2 separate regions of the Gossypium hirsutum genome follow, and region 2 is linked to region 1. The links are chromatin contacts, called in public Hi-C maps. All regions are on one chromosome and are shown on one strand. Each heading gives the region's core, a stretch centred on a gene start, on an enhancer-like site or on the middle of the called end of the contact. The rest is flanking DNA. Distances are from core to core; before and after follow the strand shown.

The links. Hi-C and Micro-C count contacts between places; a contact is called where the count stands out from the background.
Region 2: a Hi-C map of hypocotyl shows a contact between it and region 1, with 2.9 times the contacts expected there. The contact joins the promoter of LOC121220119 here to the promoter of LOC107920342 in region 1. A contact is called at or near these places in 7 of 34 Hi-C or Micro-C datasets (callus, hypocotyl, leaf and 1 more).

What each region holds. Positions count from the first base shown.
Region 1 is chrD08:34,098,878-34,103,374 of Gossypium_hirsutum_v2.1, forward strand. It overlaps LOC107920342 (molybdate-anion transporter), which reads right to left and starts at 2,219. Exons shown (of 8, transcript XM_016850007.2): 1 at 1,826-2,219; 2 at 759-903; 3 at 495-663; 4 at 1-120. The coding sequence starts at 1,976.
Region 2 is chrD08:34,317,273-34,321,769 of Gossypium_hirsutum_v2.1, forward strand. It overlaps LOC121220119 (rhodanese-like domain-containing protein 14, chloroplastic), which reads left to right and starts at 2,438. Exons shown (of 6, transcript XM_041099307.1): 1 at 2,438-3,202; 2 at 3,332-3,378; 3 at 3,682-3,774; 4 at 3,863-4,001; 5 at 4,094-4,196. The coding sequence starts at 2,983. It overlaps LOC121220120 (a long non-coding RNA gene), which reads right to left and starts at 3,420. Exons shown (of 2, transcript XR_005917301.1): 1 at 3,294-3,420; 2 at 2,928-3,187.

The sequences.
Region 1 (4,497 bases), core at 969-3,468:
AAGGGACAATGAATCAACAAGTAGGTTCCCAAACAACCCAGACAAAATGGCAATAAGACCATTGCCAAGAAATATTGCCTTCGAAAATGTTAATGACAACCATTGTTGCTCAAAGCCCCTCTGCAAAGATTAGAAGCACAAACAGAATTGTCAAAACATAATTAAATTTAAAGGATCTATTGACATTAATTGTGCATAAAGGCTCATAGACGAATGTGGATAAACAGAACTAGATGGTTCGTGCTTTACCATCTGGGGAAACGATGATGGAAAATTTAAGAATTGAAGTTTAGTATATTCCTATGTATCATGTACAATATGATAGATGTAAACTAAGTATTTCAACACTGTTGGGAAACAACCTGACAGGGAGCAACATACAGCATCTATAATACTAGAAATAAGGGTGAAGGTCATAAGAGAATACATCTATAATGTTTATAAGTCCACCTAATAAGCATTAAGAGTAAAGGGGGATAGATGAAATGCCTCACCTTATTATGTTCAGCAACAAGCCATGACTCAAATGCTGAAAACAGAAGAGAGGTAGCAATACCTCCCAAAACACGACCTATCATCAAAACTTTGTATTCAGGAGAATGCTTGGTGATGCAGCTAAGTATGTAAGTTATGCAGTATGTAACGCATGCCCTCCTCCTGCCCCTGAATTGAAAAAATGAAGGTATTTTTGTATCATGACAAGAAACTTCATCCATAAAGCACAATATATCACAACAGAAGCCAAAGTAAAAGCTTACTGTTTGTCAGCTAGAGATCCAACAATTGTCCCAAACAACATGGAAGAGCCAAAACCAGCAATAAAAAGCTGTCCGATCTCCCCTTTTCCAAATCCATATGTACTGTACAGATAGTAAACATATGGACCCTGAAGCCAGTCTCCAGCTATTGACACATAACCATTTATTAGAACAGCAAGCTAGAATATGCCCAATTACCACAATATAAGAATGTTAATCTTTCACAATTACCAGAAAAAATAACTACAGATACGATCATACCTCAGAACAAATGTCGTGCATTACACTAATGAAGCTACATGTTTATTATGCATATTAATCAAAGAAAGACTTGCTAAAGTGCTAACCTTTTTTTTTTTTCACGGCATTTTCAAATGCTAGCTTAACAGCAAATTTTGATACAATAAGTCAAATTACTGACCAGTTGCATCCCAAGGAGACAACTAGAAAGCGCCATCACTCCTTCTATTACCAAGAAACTAATTCAAGGGTTTAATGCAACTTTATTTAGCTTTCAGCTAGTTTTACTATCTAAGGAAAAAAATCTTAATGGGGCAGACTAAACTCGGCAGAAGTAGACTTTACTCAAGCTCCAAGAAAATAGACTTAATTCTCAATTTTTTTTTCAAGACCATCATCAATAAGAGGGCCTAGAACCCAAGCAATAGCGACCTGTCTCAGACCCACCGAAAAAAAAACCAAATCCATCGTCTCAACCAGAAAACAGAAACGGACTAAAAATCGACATACAACTTATAGGAAGTCATTTTCAAGTACTAATTCCTTGTCTTTTACAAGCTAAATCAAATGAATGAATCCCGTTTTCCATTTCCAAAGCAAATAGAAACAGTATTGTTCAAAGTAGTCATTAATGACAAGAACATTATCCACCAAAACGGGAAAAAATAACAAAAACTAGCAAATCTAGGAAATGGGTATCTAAATTCATTAAAAAAGTCCAACAATAGATCAGATCCATGTTAATGTAAAACAAAAAAAAAAAGTGAGATCCAAAGATAGAAATGGAAATCAGATCTGGGTAAAACGAAACGAGGGTAGTTAGTTACCCATCATGAGAGAGTAGACAAGAAGGTAATTGTTCTTGAAGGAATTGAAAGCAGGGGACGTGTTGGTTCGGTCCTTGCTGGTCTTGCTTAGCTCTAATGCGGCCACCACCGCTCCCAATGCCCCGAACACGACGAAGTAGAACAGCTCCATTGCTGCTGCCTGGCCCTCCAACGCAAATTACTAAGAGAGATATGAGATATACCCAGCAAGAAAAAATGATGGATATTGGGTTTCTATTTCCTGCACATGCCTCTGCTTCAGTGGCTTCTTTTTGGAGTGTCCTTAGTTGTTGTACATTTGATTTAATCATTAAAAAGAGTGAGGTACAATGACGAGTGCGTGGTGGGAGAACTTGTGAGGATGAGTAAATATTAGATGAAAACCGCGAAAGACGAGCTTTTAACATTTGGGTCACTTTTTAGGTGGACTTTTTGGTTTTAGGTCCGACACGTGGCGGGATTGGGTTGTCTCATATGAAGAGTAACAAGGAGGACATGTCGGTGGGTTAAGATCTATGGACAACGCGTCTTGGATCTTCAACGAGGATCAAATGAAGTGGGCCCCTTCTGTGGGCCCTTGGATCACATTGTGGGGTGAAGATATTTATTTTAGTATTTTTTTATAGATAACATAATTAAATTTTTATTAATAAAAAATAATAAATGTTGATATATAAAATTATTACCTAATAATATATCTCCATGCATTTTTGAAAAACATAATATTTTAGGTTTCACAAATCTTACATTATTTATGTAGATTGATACATTTCTAACTTTATATTGAATTATGGTTTCATTACTAGCTTTTATTGGATGTTTCATAGGTTCCTATTTTTCTAAAAGAATGACATTTTTTCTACAACTATTAGTTGTAGCTCTAGTATCTAATAAAGCATGTAAATAATATATTTTAAATTCTTTAAATTGAAGTGTAATTTCAATATATGTGTAATATTTCCTAGACTGGAAATTTGAAAATATAATTACATCACTTATTCCAAGTTTCATTTGTTGGATTATTATCGAAGTTTGTATTTCTTTCATTCTAGTGTTTCTAGAAAATACAGAGTTTCTACTTGGTTCTGTGGGAAAAATAGGAATTGAACTGTTTTCATTCTTATCGGTGTTGAAGATATAAAACTTCTACTTGGGTTTTCCTCATCTTCCTCTATTTGAGTATTTAAGGGTAAAACCAAATTATCATTTGTATTTGTTATAGCTGTATTTTTAAAATATAATTTATCACCGAACGACATATATTCTATTGTACTTACGGGTTTAGAAGTACTTGCACTACTTATCCTATCTATTATCCAATCTCTAGGTATTGATAAATCTCTTAAATGCAATAAGTAGATATGTAGTTTCTTGATCTTTTTTATCAGTATATCCACAAAATTCTATTTTTAGAATAAAAGTTAACTTTTTTAATAAATTTCTAGGAGTTTCAATCTAGTTGATTAACTGCCCTTTCTGTTCTCTTCCTTTTTCTGATTCTTCCCATCTTCTTAAGAATTGTAAAACATCTCCTTGAAATGTTCCAACAAAGTAGTTTAAAATTTTTTCTTTTGACCACATGTTGTTGTTAACAACTATAGTCATAGATTGTGCCCAATCATCTATGGTTTTTTCATAGTTTGCTATAGGAATATTAGTTAGATCTAAATATATTCCTCCTTGGGCAACATTTCTTTTGTTTAAATCATCTATTCTATGTGGGACTGGTTGAGTAGATGATTCTCCTAAATTCTAAAATTTTATTTCATTAGTAGCAATATTTTCAGTTTGATTACCAAAAATCCTACTTGTATTTTCAACTTGTAAATAGTTTTTATGAAAATATCTTAAATAATCATCTTTTTGAAGATCCGGCTCTATTTTTCTTTTTCCATGAGGATTATAATTTGTTTGATCAGTATCCATTGGTTTTGGTATTTCTATATTTTCTTCTTCATCTGTTGAAGTATTTTCTTCATCAGATTTGTAACTTGTAACATTTATGTCTTCTAAGTTTATAGAATTATCAGAATTATTAGAACTACTACTACTGTCTGTAGTGTCATAGTTTAACATATAATGATAATTAAATAATGTAAATAGATCTTTATGTTTATCATAGAGTTGTTCTATTAGTTTTAGATATTATATTCTTTCATTTTTATCAGAAGTCTTAGTAAATTTATTACATTTAACCATATCTTATATTTAGATATTTTATAAATTTCTTATTTAGAAATATAATTTTTATTAATTTTTTCTATCATTTCATCAGAAAAATCTTTTTCTTCTCCGATTATATTTCCTAATTTTATATCTTGTTGTTCATTTTTAGGAATTTCTTCTAACTGATTATTAGAGTTGTTTCCTGTATTAAACATAAAAATATATTCTTCTTCATTTGTAACAGAATCTATTTCTGATATTAATTCATATAATATTTACTCAAGATTTATTTACTCTTCTGAACATATTTCTAAATCTTGTTCTTTAGGTGTTTTAATTATTTTTCTTGCACTTTTCCTTTATTAGGACAATTTGGTGTTATATGTCCTTCTTCATCACATATAAAATACTTACATTTTTGTTTTTTAGGATTTTTAGAAGTTTTTCTTCTAATAAATCTTTTCTATTTATTTTCATCAAAAAAAAATCTTTTCTATTTATTATAA
Region 2 (4,497 bases), core at 1,188-3,687, 220 kb after region 1:
ATGGACTGTTGTTAAGGACTATGAATTTTGTCTTGTGTTTTGTTTGATGTTTGTGAATGATGATTTTGAATGTGCATGATGTTGGTTGAGGTTTTATGATAAAGAATTGCATGAATTTTCGTTTAAAAAGTGATAAAAACGTGTGAACAGTATTCAATAAGTTTTGGTATGTTTTAAATGACCAAATAGGTCAAAATAAGCATGTAGAATTATGAGAAAACCATGATATGCAAATATGGTGTGTTGAGCAATTGAATTGTTGTTAAAAAGCATGTCTACTAGCATGATCATTTACTTGAGGGGTCAAATCTTGCTATTGAATGTTATCAGGTATTTGAACATGTTTTAGATGATGAATGTATGTTACGTGACTTGTTATAATTAATAAATAGGCCTAAATGCACAAAATTGTATGCTGGGTAGTGTTCAAAGTTGAAAAATGTAGGTTTTGGGTTGTTTCTGTAAAAATCTACAAGTGATGTCATGATGACGTTCAAGAGTAGTCGGGATGACCAAAATCTTGTCGTCGTGACAAGAGGCCCTTCCTAGATCACGTTGCAATGAGGTAAGTCGTGTGGTCATAACTTGGCACACTGAGTGTTTAAGTCTTGTTTTGTTAACTTTGCAATTTAGTCCAACACATTTTAAATTAAATTGGAGTCCAAAAACACTATGAAATGCTTTGAAAATTTTCACACTAATGATTTAGATGTTAAATTGCGTAATTCTTAAAATGATTTTGAAATATGGTTATTTTGTACATTTTGTTTTTTTTACGATGTAGTCCCTAAAGCTTAGGTTTTAAAATTAGATAAAAAAAATATTAACCGTTATAAACTTATTCTTTCAAATAATGAATTTAATAAAACCCTAGAATAAAAAGGTCCCCTAATTTGTTGTTTTATAAGTGTTATCTTATGTTGAATGTAAAAAGAAAAAAATACCCTTGGATGTCGTTTGAATGTTTTGTTAGCTAAAAATATATATAAAAAAAAAAGAATGTTTTGTTAGCTAAAAATATATAATAAAAAAAAGAGAATGTTTTGTTAATTAGGATTCATTTGTTTATCTTTGTTTACTTTTTGTTGGTTATGCATGATTATGTTGTGATGCCAATGGTGGTCTGTAGTGTGGTCACGTAAATGACAAATGTGCCGTTTCGGATTCGAGTTGGACCGTCCCAACCGAATTTTTGGCACCGCAAATGATGGAGAATTGGAAGGTGAGACAAGGAGTAATACAATCAATCAACCCAAAGTTGACAAGAAATGAGATGAGTGAACCCATTTTTTTTTCTTCTAGCAAGCTATGAGTTGAGCTCCACAAGATCTAATTGATTATTAATTCTAGGAAGGGATAGCAAAGGGCAAAGGGAAGTGGGTTGATTGCTGCGAGAAATTGCAATCTTTAAAATACATATCTGGATGGGACACAAAGACTAAGTTAGAAACTATTTTTAGGGATCATAAATAAATTATATTTTTTTTAAAGTTAAAATGTAATTTTATTATTGTATTAATTTATATCTTTAAAATGTTTAAAAGATTAAATTAAAATTTTATTATCTTCAACATGAAAATGGAATTTTATGGTTTACTCATTTATATTTTATAAAATATAAAAGACTAATGTAATAATTTTTCATTTTAGGGACCTCTACCCCTATGTCATAGTGCAACCTTGTAGTAGGGGTGTTCATTCGGTTAACCGACCCGAAATAATATTAACAAAATTAACCGACCTTTCAAAATTTTTAACCGTTAACCGAACCAAAATTTTTTCAAAAAAAATTAACCGAACCGAAATTTTTTCGGTTAATTTGGTCGGTTAACCGAATTAACCGAAAATTATATATTTTTTATTTTTGGTTAAAAATTAACTGAATTACCCGAATTAACCGAATTACCCGAATTAACCGAATTAACCGAATTGAATCACTACATAATTAAATTATTTTTAGACTTTTAGACTTTAGTTTTAGTTTTAGAATTTTATTTTTATTTATTAAATTATTTGTAATTTTTATGATTGGGTTGGGTAATTGGGTTGGGTTGAATACTTGGGTTTGGATTGGGTTTAGGTGAATAGTGGGCCTATTTATATATTATAATTTTATTTATTAATTTTTTTGATTAAACCGAAAAAATTCGGTTAACCGACTGGTTTCGAACCGAATTAACCGTTAACCGAAAAATTAAAAAATAATTAACCGACCCCGACCAAAAAAATTTGGTTAACCAACCGATTAACCGAATTCGGTTGGTTAACCGAATTTTTTCGGTTGTACCCGAATTTTGCACACCCCTACCTTGTAGTGTCATGATAGGGTAGGATGTCAAGGGGCCATTCATATATAGGGCAATGGCAAAGGATAGGGAAACCTGAGGAAGGGTAAATCTTTTGTATTTAAGAAAGTTTCTTCATTTCAAACATATTTACGTTTTCTGATAGTGTTTCTATAAAAACGTTTTAGCATTTTATAAGGATGGACAGTCTATAGCGGTTGGGCTGAACCACCAGTTATGACTATTGAGATTATTAACCGAGTTGAGTGGGAGCCTCCATCCAAATGTCTCACAAACTTACAACCGAGTGAACAAAGTTGTGTTTATGACACCCTGTCAACTCCTTTCGTGGCGCTCCTGAGGCTGATGGTAGGCAGGTTCTAAGCTAAGGCCCTAATACTGAAAATTAGTAATAGCATCTATATTCTACAGTAACTGAAGATAGGCCAAGCCAACTTGGCTCTCTGTGGATGACAGAAATCCAACTGTGACAAACACCTTAACACATGAACCACAAACTCAGATTTTTCAACCAAAAAAAATATCCAGAATGAATGGCCCACTTCTAAAGCAAGCATCCAACAATCTCTTTGAAACAACATGAAAATGACAAAAACACAAGCCCATTTCATATAAAACTCCCTCAATCACCCAACTCCTTTAGTAGCAACTGATCTTTTCTGCGATTCAGAAGAAAATGGCTGCACTCACTTCAATTACCCCCAACCCAGCTTCATCCTCTTCAGTATACTCCAATTTCAGGACCTCTCCATTGACTCTCTCTTCCCAGATTATTGCAGACTGTTCTTGCCTTTTGAGTGTAAGATCAGGTCTAGCATCAAGGCAAAGACTGGCTTCCCGGAATCGGCGGTGCCTAATTATCCGAAGTGCAGCAACAAAGCCTGCAAAATCACCAGGTACCACTACTGTTGTAGTCCAACCTTAATTTAATCATAAGATGAATGGTCGATTGAACCTCAGGCTCAGGAACAAAACAAATTGGCTGACCTGATTTTGATTTTCTTCTCTTCTTTTGGAGGGATTAGCTGAAGAAGATTGGAAGGTCAAGAGGGAACTTCTCTTGGAGAAAAGGGTATTCCATCTTCCACTCTCATGCTTAAGTACACATTTTGATGCTGCATACATACTTGGAAAATTTAAAATCGTCACTCTCACCGGTTGATACAACAAACAACCCGTTCCCCTTATAAGTTGCTACCTAATGATTCTATATTTAGAGGATGGAAGTAAAAAGCTAGAAATATTTATAAATACCATCAAATATCATGAATTGAGAAGAAGAATCCCCTAAGGGGGGATAAAGCTCCTGTACACAGGTGAGTGTCTGTAAGGATGACAACGCAAGCATAACAACAGGATTACCCTTTGCTTGCAGGTAAGAAGTGTGGATGCAAAGGAAGCTTTTCGCCTTCAAAAAGAGAATAACTTTGTGATTCTCGATGTACGTCCTGAAGCAGAATTTAAAGAGGTCAGTCGGTTCATTACAACAGGAAAATAATCAGTCACGAAAGGGGCGTTTCAGTTAATGCTGCTAAATTTGATGCCTTTTGATGCAGGCTCATCCAGCAGGTGCTGTTAATATTCAGATATATAGGCTTATAAAGGAGTGGACGGCATGGGATATCGCCAGGCGTGCAGCATTTGCATTTTTTGGCATATTTTCCGGCACAGAAGAGAACCCTGAGTTTATGCAAAGTAGAATCAAGTTCCCTATTTTTCTTCTATTGTCCACCACCATTTCCTACTTAGCAGTTACAAAAGGAACTAACTGTTTGTTATCTAAGCAGGTGTAGAATCAAATTTTGGCAAGGACGCAAAGATAATAGTGGCGTGCACAACTGGGGGTACAATGAAGCCATCCCAAAATCTACCTGAAGGTCAACAATCCAGGTATTTACAGCATTTTGATTTTATACAAGCTTATAGCATGCATTATAGGCCTAATTAGAAATTACAAGCTTAATGTAGTTCAAATCTGATAGCTAGGTGTGGTGCTTAAATGAGAAGTAGATAGGATTAAACTAGTAACTAAACAAACCATCGACATTGATTAAAAGTGAAGCTCAAAAGGCCTAATTAGTAATTAGTAGTTGATGTTTGATGATTTTTCATTTCCCCTCAATCTAAGCAATTAAAGTTATTTATTTGCTGAACTTTTTGTCAACTAGAAGATACAAGTGCTTGCTTTTGA